Linked DNA regions of Sus scrofa: all the other regions are linked to region 3. Evidence: chromatin contacts called from public Hi-C data. All regions are on one chromosome and are shown on one strand. Each heading gives the region's core, a stretch centred on a gene start, on an enhancer-like site or on the middle of the called end of the contact. The rest is flanking DNA. Distances are from core to core; before and after follow the strand shown. Region 1 holds the start of WBP11 (WW domain-binding protein 11). Region 2 holds the start of ATF7IP (activating transcription factor 7-interacting protein 1). Region 3 holds the start of PLBD1 (phospholipase B domain containing 1).

The links. Hi-C and Micro-C count contacts between places; a contact is called where the count stands out from the background.
Region 1: a contact with region 3 is called in a Hi-C map of skeletal muscle, with 4 times the contacts expected there. The contact joins the promoter of WBP11 here to the promoter of PLBD1 in region 3. A contact is called at or near these places in 2 of 47 Hi-C or Micro-C datasets (heart right ventricle and skeletal muscle).
Region 2: a contact with region 3 is called in a Hi-C map of skeletal muscle, with 6 times the contacts expected there. The contact joins the promoter of ATF7IP here to the promoter of PLBD1 in region 3. A contact is called at or near these places in 3 of 47 Hi-C or Micro-C datasets (heart right ventricle and skeletal muscle).

The regions. Positions count from the first base shown.
Region 1 is chr5:57,748,094-57,751,331 of Sscrofa11.1, forward strand. WBP11 (WW domain-binding protein 11) reads left to right here and starts at 1,855. Exons shown (of 12, transcript XM_003481683.4): 1 at 1,855-2,058. SMCO3 (single-pass membrane and coiled-coil domain-containing protein 3) reads left to right here. Exons shown (of 2, transcript XM_003126459.4): 2 at 1-426.
Region 2 is chr5:58,148,491-58,151,659 of Sscrofa11.1, forward strand. ATF7IP (activating transcription factor 7-interacting protein 1) reads right to left here and starts at 1,490. Exons shown (of 15, transcript XM_003126462.5): 1 at 1,287-1,490.
Region 3 is chr5:57,949,106-57,952,236 of Sscrofa11.1, forward strand. PLBD1 (phospholipase B domain containing 1) reads left to right here and starts at 1,767. Exons shown (of 11, transcript NM_001244629.1): 1 at 1,767-2,323. The coding sequence starts at 2,221.

The DNA of each region.
Region 1 (3,238 bases), core at 605-3,104, 200 kb before region 3:
GTATATGTATACATGGCGTTTATAGAGAGAGAGGGAGAATTTAGGGTGCAGGAGAGGAACTTGCTACTCTTTTAAGAATTTGTCATTTACAGGAAACTTGTAATTTATTATTTGAGTTTTCAGAAAAATGAAACTTCATTTTCAATACTAGCAAAAAGGAAGAAGCTTCCCTTGCTCTATAAAACTTCAGGTGATCCATTTCATTACCTAATTTCAGGAAAATCCAAGGCTATGGAGGCTTAATGGTTCGAGTGAATTTCTGCAGATGCCAATAACTCCCCCGTTGAGACTTACAAAATTATTTTAAAAGTTATTGATGCAAGAGTGTGTTTGTTATACTTGATTCTTGCATTGAAGTACAAGAAATGTCTTGTGTAATTTTAAAAGTTCAACATACCTCAAAAATTAAAGCCAGATGAAATAGTTTTTCAAGTGTACTCTTCGTGTTCTTTCTCTTCTGTCACTGCTTTTTTAAATTAGTTGCAAAATATCACAATTTAGTTCACCTTCAAAATTAAGTTTTATCTCATGTTTTTTACCTGATTTATAAACATGTATCTTGTAACTAACTGTTCTTCTGGGACTCAAAATTCAGACTAAAACCAAATCAAGTGTTTTCTAAAGCAAGAGTTCCTTTAGATAAGGGACCGACTTTACAGGTTAAATGCCTATTTAAATACTCTCTAAAAGTTAATTATATACCTCCGTCAAGATTTTGGCATATTTATAACCGATAATAAGACTTGGCCTGTGTTAACATTTCCCTATAAGGGAAAGATTAAGGGGAGAAATAACCAAGGTGTCCTTATATTTTCTTAAATATTTAAACTTACCTTTAAAAGGAAAAGATATGGGAGGACTCTCAGATAAAGAGCCCATAAAAGCGAAGGAAAAGGACTGAGATTAGACCTAAGGAACTAAGTCCGTTAGCACAGTGACATCATAAAGGATTTTTGGTGAATGAAAAGAGCAGAAAAGAGCTGACATAAATCAATCTCACAACTCGTAAACTTAAAACTGACTGTACATGTACCCCACGTTCCCTCTTCAAAGAAAAATAGTCCTGCAGCAATCTGGGACTCTGATATGGGCACCGATTTGCTCAGGTCTACAAATGGTCTGTGTAAAAACTACTGAATTTCCAGGCGCACACCACGTTAGGCAAGTGCATCAAGCACAGCAAGAAGTGTTCTTGGGGGATTCTTTTTTATTTCATTTTATTTATTTATTTTTGTCTTTTTTGCCATTTCTTGGGCCGCTCCCGCGGCATATGGAGGTTCCCAGGCTCCGAATGGGAGATCGGAGCTATAGCGGCCCAGCCTACGCCAGAACCACAGCAAGGCGGGATCGGCGCCGCGTCTGTGACCTACACCACGCTCACGGCAACACCGGATTCTTAACCCACTGAGCAAAGCCAGGGATCGAACCCGCAACCTCATGGTTCCTACTCGGATTCGTTAACCACTGAGCCACGACAGGAACGCCCGGGATTCTTTTTTAAACAGAAACTCTCAAAAGACGGCAAGCGCTGGTCATGATCAAAGAAACTACAGAAACACAATCCCCGGTAACACAAACGGCGCTAAACTTCCCCATCCGGATTCCGCCCGCCTCAGGCGGTGAAATAAATGCGGATCCCGGAAATTAGGTCAGAATGCCTGAGGGTAGGACTGTCGTCGCATCAGCCAATCATATATCCCACCCGCTTAATTTTCTTATTCTTAACTGGGCTATAGGAGTGTCAATCAACATGCACTGCACTGAGTAATGAGGGCGGGCTCTCAGCCCCGACCAACCAATTCGGTACTGTACTCCAGCGGAAGAGACTCTGGTCCTGGAGTTGTCGGTTACTCTCTATGGTTTCAGGGCGCCGAAACGATGAGATTGTCGGCCCGTATGGAGAGGAAGTGACGTAAGGATGGCGGAGGGGCGCGAGGTTTCAAGATGGCGGTGGCTGGGTGGCTGACCGAGAGGCAGAGGTGAAGGCCTCTGCGAAGTCAAACAGGCCAAGAATCGTCCCCTCCCCGCTTCTCACAGCCCCAGGAGCCCAGCAGAGGTGTGAGTGTGCGGGATCGTTCCCCTGTGGTTCTTCATCCTTCGGGTCCCTTCCTGGGGCCCGCGCGGTTGCCCCGGGAACGCCAGGCCCCTGTGCCCCCGCTTTTCCTTTTCGCGGTTAGCGTCTACCAGACCGGGAACTAGGGGATCCCCGAGCCTGGAACGGAGCAGCGTCCGGCGGTCAAGCGCCTGACTTCTCCCGGGTTGGTCAGCGGAGCCTCCTGACGTTGACCGGGTTGCCTTAGGTTTGATGTGATGTCTATACCTGGAATCAGGGTCAACCGTCGCTATGGTTTCGGCAGTTGCTAATACTGTTGGCCCCTTGTTGGACCTGGGCTCCGTTCCTTTGAAGCCTCTTTGGAGGTTGAGAGTTCCGCTGAACAGCCCGTGACCCGATGTCTCTATCGCCTCTGCTTTTAGACAGGAAAGTAGTTTGTGCATAGTCAGGCTCCAGCATCTTCTGTAAAAATTCTCTGTACTTCGTACCTGTTTTAGGCTTCAGGCTGGGGAGAGGAGTGTCAACACCTAAGCCTGAGGGTAATTGAGAGAGGAAAGCAGAAAAGATAAAGCCATCAAAGATGCGAGAGCTTGTATTTGCACCAATTTTGCTTGTTTCCGCTTCCTTTCGCCCCTCACTCCCAGTTTTTGTGAGAAGGAAGCCCTTGACAGGGTGAATTAGTTGTTACTGGAACAGTTTTGAAGCTTTTTAGCAGAAATCCAGGCAGTTGAACACTTGCCGAAAGAGGTATTAACTAATAAACTTGCCTGAAAAAAACCTTCATGAAGGGAAGGGGGACTTACATGGTCTGCTAAAAAAGTGTACCTCATGATTTCTTTTCCACCTTTTATTATTTTCAAGAGCAAGCATCAAAAAGTTAAACCTCATTCATTTGGAATAACAGGAAGAAATAGTGTAATAGTGTCTTAAATTAATTAAAATTTTGACTTACAAAGTATTTTCCCTCAAACACAATTAACGCTTCCAGTGACCTTAAAAAAATACAAATCAGAAGTCAAGTTGATATTAGTAAGAAAAATATGTATCTTGATGTTTATGTGTTTAGAAGCTCTCATATACTTTCATTTTGAATATTTGTGTTTTTAGTTATGTTTTAAGCTTCTGCTTGAGAGTCAAGAATTATATCTGAATTCTAAATCTGCATTAAATAGGCTTAAATTAATG
Region 2 (3,169 bases), core at 240-2,739, 200 kb after region 3:
ACAACCATTTACAAGTTTTCAGTCCAGTAAGAAATAATTTGCACAACAGTAAAATTATATCAAATTGTATAAAACTTCTCCCAGAGGCTCATATAAGATTCAAATATAATGACACTAACATTTTAAACTAAAATAATAAGTAGCACACTTATAACTACTTCTTTAAGAAACTACTTCTTTTAAGAAACTACTTCTTTAAGAAACCAGGAACACACAATTTTAAAAAATCAAACACAATTTTATCTTATATGTATAAATGACATTTTTTTAATCAACTGTTTTCTTGATGGTTCACGATGTCCTAATAAAGGCCTCAGTGTAGTTGAGAGTTCTTTGCAGAATTCTTTAACAGAAAAATGTATCAAGTTTTAGTGTTCTATTTCACATATCATTACAAACAAAACGCTAAGAAAATGACTTAATTTTAAAAGTCAGAGTAATAAAAATAATCTAACTGCAGCGGTAATGGACAAGTGACAGGGAGAGAAAAAATGTGAAACTCAAATGCATGAAAGATCAAAAGTACACACTGATTAAAACTTCACTAAGGATCAAATATTTTTAAAAAATAAATACGCAAGTAGATTGAGGTTTCCTTTCAAACGTTATATAAGTTCTTCCAAAGCTCCTTGCCTTCATATTTCCAAAATTCAAACTGTTTCCATTTTGAAAACATTCCATAACAGGACTGGTAAAAATAGGGTTAAAAATGTATTTGCAAATATGCAGTTCAAATAAATGCACTTCCCGTGATAACACCACTAGGTGCTGATCTTTATCTCCCTAAATATACAATTGAATCCAGCACTGTCCCAAAAGTGAAATTAAAATCGAGAACCACAAGTGGGCAATCATTTTTACAGAAAACTAAGTACACAGCTTCTCAAAGAATCGGAGAAATATCATAAAAAAGTCTGAGGTCGGTACAGGAATACAACATAAGAGAAACGTTTTTCTTGAAAAGTGAGGGAATTTAAGCGTAACAAAATGAAACCCCTCAAGAATGAGGAAAATTAAATCTAGAACCCGAATGGCGTCCAACAAGAACATTAGATCTTGAAAATGAATATTGCGCTTGCGCAGCCACCGCCCCGCCAGCTGCACAACTGCAGCTAGAGCCCGACCCCGCAAGATCACGTGCTCCCATGCAGCGTCCGCCCGCAGCTCCGCAACCGCGCAGGCGCAACACAACTCCCGCAGCCGCCATAATGCGGTCTTGACTCTTCAGAAATACAATAGTAATTTAAGAAAATGTTGTTCTATCAGCCCAAGGGACTCAAAGATACCTTTTGGGGCGGGAGATGAGGGAGGGGGAACCAAGTTCCTTCCTACAGAGTCGCCCGGCGCAGCCGTCCCCTCCGCTGCCGCCTCAGTCTCGCGCGCTTCAGTCTCCGCGCCGCGCCGCGCCGCGCCGCCGCCGCCGCCGCCGCCGCCTCCGCAGATTCAAAAACAAACCCGCTTCTCCCTTGCACGCGCCGGGGCCGTTATGCAAATCATTATAGGCGGGGCTCAGTGGTCGTAATATTGGCCACGCCCACTGTGCTTTCATCCAATAGGCTCACGGAATGGCCGTTCCCCATGCAAATCTTCTGGTTTTTTATTTGAATGAGAAATATTGGCCCCGCCTCCCGCCGTGGAAAAGAGAAGGAAGTCTGAGGTGGTGGCGCTGCGCCTCTGTGTTGCAGTGAGGTGTGTATTATGAGTGGAGCTTTGCTCAACTAGTGAGTAGTACTTTGTGAGCGCCCTCTATGAGCCTTAGAAAAGAAGGAAGGAAGGAAATAAGTGGGTGAAAGTTAAAAAGCTGAGGAAAAGATTTTCAAAAAAGGCTGGAGCATGTTGATTTATCATTTGTGTTAGCTTACAAAATATACTTTAAACTGTTTAAGTCATGAGGGAATGGCGCAAACACATCTTTTCTTTCCGTTGTTCTGTGTCAGAGCAAGCGCTTCTAGTCATACCCTTCCACCAGAAGTTGTATCCCTGTTATACAGTTTTATAATTGGGAGCCAACAAGTAATGAAGGCCACAAGGTGTAATGAAGAAGATGCAAGTATATTTGTTGGAAGATCTAGGCTCACGTCCAGCTTACATACCTGTTTCTTGGAATAAGTGTTTTACTCAATTTTCTCATGCCTGTAATTCAAATGGTTTGAGAGGGCAAAATGGTAGGATAACCCGTAAATGTGTTTTGCAAAGCAAAACAGCCTGAGAAGTAGATCGAGAGGATTTTAATATCACTTCTCTCTGAAATTAATCTACTCATTCAATATTTAATTAGCAATTCCTGTGTTCCAGACCCATATTAGGTGCCTGTCCTCAAGCAGTCTATTACAGTGGAGAAGACAAAAAAGTAAACAGGAAGAATTTGTAAGTAATAAGAAATCAGTATATGGTGGTTAATTATTTTTATAATTTGGGTCCTTCAACTTAGAAATACTGCCTGGCTTTTAGGAGAAACCCCTCATCCATAGTTAGAGAATCAGCAGTGCCTTCCCAGAAGAGGTCATCACTAACATGAGAATTGATTTAATAGGGTTCCCTTGTCTAAAAGTTGGATTTTATTGTAAGAACAAACAATGAGGAATAATTTAAAAGGTTTTAAGTTAGGAAATAACACAATTAGATTTTCATTGCTTAATTGCTAAGCTTTGTAAAGTCCTTGGTACTGAACATAGTACATGGGTGCACAAAAAGTTACAAATAGAGGCTCAGTTATAACAAAGTATGTATTATAATTTATTTTGTACATAGTGCTCAATTATAAGTTAGATGTTCAATACCAATATTTAAAATTCCATTCTATAATTAGAGAAATGGGATTGGAAGAAGGTTTCATTCATTAGGTTTCTCCTTGACTTCTATAAGCACATACAAAGGAATCTTTTTTTTTTTTTTTTTTTTTTTTGTCTTTTGTCTTTTGTCTTTTTAGGGGCCACACCCACAGCATATGGAGATTCCCAGGCTAGGGGTTGAATTGGAGCTGTAGCCACCAGCCTATGCCACAGCCACAGCAAAGGGTTCCAAGCTGCGTCTGCGACCTACACCACAGAGTTAACTAGATCCTTACTTAACCCACTGAGCAAGGCCAGGGATCAAACCCAGGTCCTCATGGGCATGGATACTGGTCAGGTTCATTAACCACTAAGCCATGATGGAAACTCCTTTTTTT
Region 3 (3,131 bases), core at 517-3,016:
GAAAAGCTGGTCCCAGGAAGGACCAATGAGGGGTAAGTAACCCCAAACCCCACACATTTATCTACTACAGAATTGATAAAACCACTTCATAGTCAACATCTCTTATGGTCTTCCTCCCCTCAGCTTTGCTATGAATTTGGGGGCTCCTCTCCCTCCCAGATATGCAAAGTGCATGATTTAAAGAAGACAAGATTTACTGTCTTCAGATTCCATGATTCTCACCTGAAGATTCCCTTGGGGAACACATGGCAAAGTCTGAAGACATTTTTGATGGTCACAACTTGGAGAGTGAGAGGTGCTGACACTGACATCCAGTGGATAAAGACCAGAGGATGCATATAGGACCACCCCTCACAACCAAGACTTGTATGGCTCCAAATGTCACAAAGCTGAGGTTGAGAAATTCCAATCCAGTTTGTTCACATTTATAATTTGCTTCCTGCGCTAGAATGCAAGCTCTGAGAGGGCAGGGACTTTTGTTTACTGTTCTGTGCCTGGAACATACTCAACAAATATGTGATGACTACATAACAGATGAATGAGTGTCTCTCCTAGTTCACATCAGGCTTTCCTACACATGATTGCATCCCAACACTTGGCTCCTTAGATTGGAGGGGTTATAAAGTGAAGGAGGATGAGAGAGGGTAACACAACTTCCTTGAATGGCCTAACATAGTTCTCTTCCCAACATGGCACAAAATGTTCATAATTTTCTCCACTTTTGTTTTCTGACTTGAAAAATGTGCAGATTTCCTGTTGTGGCTCAGTGGTAACAAACCCCACTAGTATCCATGAGGTTTCAGGTTTGATCCCTGTCCCTGCTCAGCGGGTTAAGGATCTGGTGTTGTGAGCTGTGGTGTAGGCCAGCAGCTACAGCCCCAATTTGACCCCTAGCTGGGAACTTCCATATGCAGCTTGTGCATCGGCCCTCTCCCCCACCCCCACCCCCCGCAAAAGAAAAATGTGCAGTTTTTACAATGTTCTCAGTTCCCTCACTCATATCACTCATTACAGGATATTATCATCCAACGTACTGTCACCAAACAAAAATTAATGACTTGGGACTCACGTTTACCAGTCTACACAGAGATCTGATGTAATTATTCTGTAACTTTTCTAGTAATTACAACTGTGTTTCCCCCCACCATCTAGAAAAGCTGACTCTTGTCCTCTCTTCCCATCTCCCCTTAACACATCAATTAAGCTTGGAAAAAAGACGAAGAGAGAAGGAGGGGGTGCTTAGGGCCCCAGGTGGGTTCCCTCCGTGTCCCTTCAGAGTGGCTCAATTATAGTACTAACAGCAACTCTCAGTACCTGTTAATTTATATGGCTTTGTGCCTCTTTGCCTGTTGTGTGCCATGCTCTTAATGGCCTTTATATCACTGCTTTGTGGCACATAAGGCGAGCTCAACAGATGCTTATTCAATAAATAAAATACCTTTTGCCTACTTCACAATGTCACCTAGGGCACCCTCTGCCAGCTTCACAATGTCACCCGAGGCATAGGTTTGCCTACTTCACAATGTCACTTTCAACTGACCCTGCACAAAAATGGGGACCTCACAGGGGTTTCAGGGATATATCCAATTTCAGACCGGTCGGAGGAATCACTCTCCAGTGGTGGCTCCAGCCAATGAAAACAAAAGCAAAAGATCCAAAGTCTTGAGCTGCAGCAAATGGATTTAGGTTAGAAAGCCTGAGATGGAGGGGCACTGATCCCTGAGTTAGAGGGATCCGGAAGAACTCTTCGGGATGGCAAAGAATCAGAGCTGCGTGTAGGCAGGGATATGCATTTCTCCACTGCTCAGGACACCTCATCCCCGCTGCTGCAGACGAGTGGCCGGGCCTGGAGGCTAGCGGTGTGAATATGAACTGATTTGTTTCCAGCCCTGGGCCGCCAAACAGCCCGACGAGTGAGGAGAAAGCGGCACGTAAGCCTGGGCAGATCCCAGACGTGCAGCCGGGGAACTGTCTCTGGCCGGCCCACGAGGCGCTTGAGGGTCAGAAAGGGCCCGCCCTTCCCAGCCCGGGGCCCAGCAGGGCGAAGGTTGTTCCCAAGGCCACGTGAGGCTTCTTCGCCCCTAAAAGCCCCAAGCAGACCGGGCTCATGAGAGAAGAAAGTTAAAGACGCCCCAACGTCTCTATCGCAGCACCAGCAGCCGCCACCGCCGGCCCCGAGGGCACCTCGTCCAGCGGAGCAGAGATCGCGGCCGCAGAGCGATGTCCCGCCGCAGCCGGGACGGGCGCCTTGGGCTGCCCGCGCCGCCGGCCCCGCTGCTGCTGCTGCTGCTTCTGGCCGCCGCAGTGCCTCCGAGCCTGGCAGGTGAGCAGCGCGCCCCTCCGGCTGCCGGCTGCCGGCTGCCGAGGCGGAGAGCTCCGGGAGGGGTCCTGGACGCCCGCGCCGCTCCGTGCGCTCCCGAGTCAGGTCAAGTTTACTTCTCGCAGTGTCTGTCTGACTTCTGGGTGGACGCCAAGGAACGCGCTTCCGCGAGGGGACTGGCCGTGTTGCTCCCGGCCCCGCTGGAGCTCGGTGATGGCCCCAGACCGGGACAGGGGGTGTGCTTCTGCGAACTGAAAAAGTGCGGGCCAGTTGGCAGACAAATCAGTTCGCTCTTGCATGACTCTTGGCTTTGCGGAGCCTTGGCTGGCTCTAAAAAGGCCAGCCAAAGGACATCTAAATATATTTTTCTCGTCATGGCTATGATCCTGGGCTGCCACTGTTTTCTATTAATTGACCATGACTTTGTTTTAAAATGATGAGAAGCGCAACCTGATTTTGCCAGCTTACTATGTTCCAGGCAGTGTACTGAAGGATTTATGTTCATATAATGCTCCCCACAATCCTAAATAGGACTATCCCCATTCTACAGATGAGAAAGTTTGAGGCAAAGATTTCAGTCATTTGCTTATGCAGCAAATGAAGGCAGTGTTGAAATGTAAATGAGCATTTACTTGACTACTCCCTTCCTAGTGAAACAGGTTTTATCTCTACGGGTATTGACACAGGGATCTGTATACCAATTGCCTCAAAAAAAAAAAAAAAAAAAAAAAAGTGGGTTTTGTCACTTCATTCCCAACAAGTAAGACCAAGATTAACTTAAAAAACTTGAAAGACTTCACAAGTAATATTG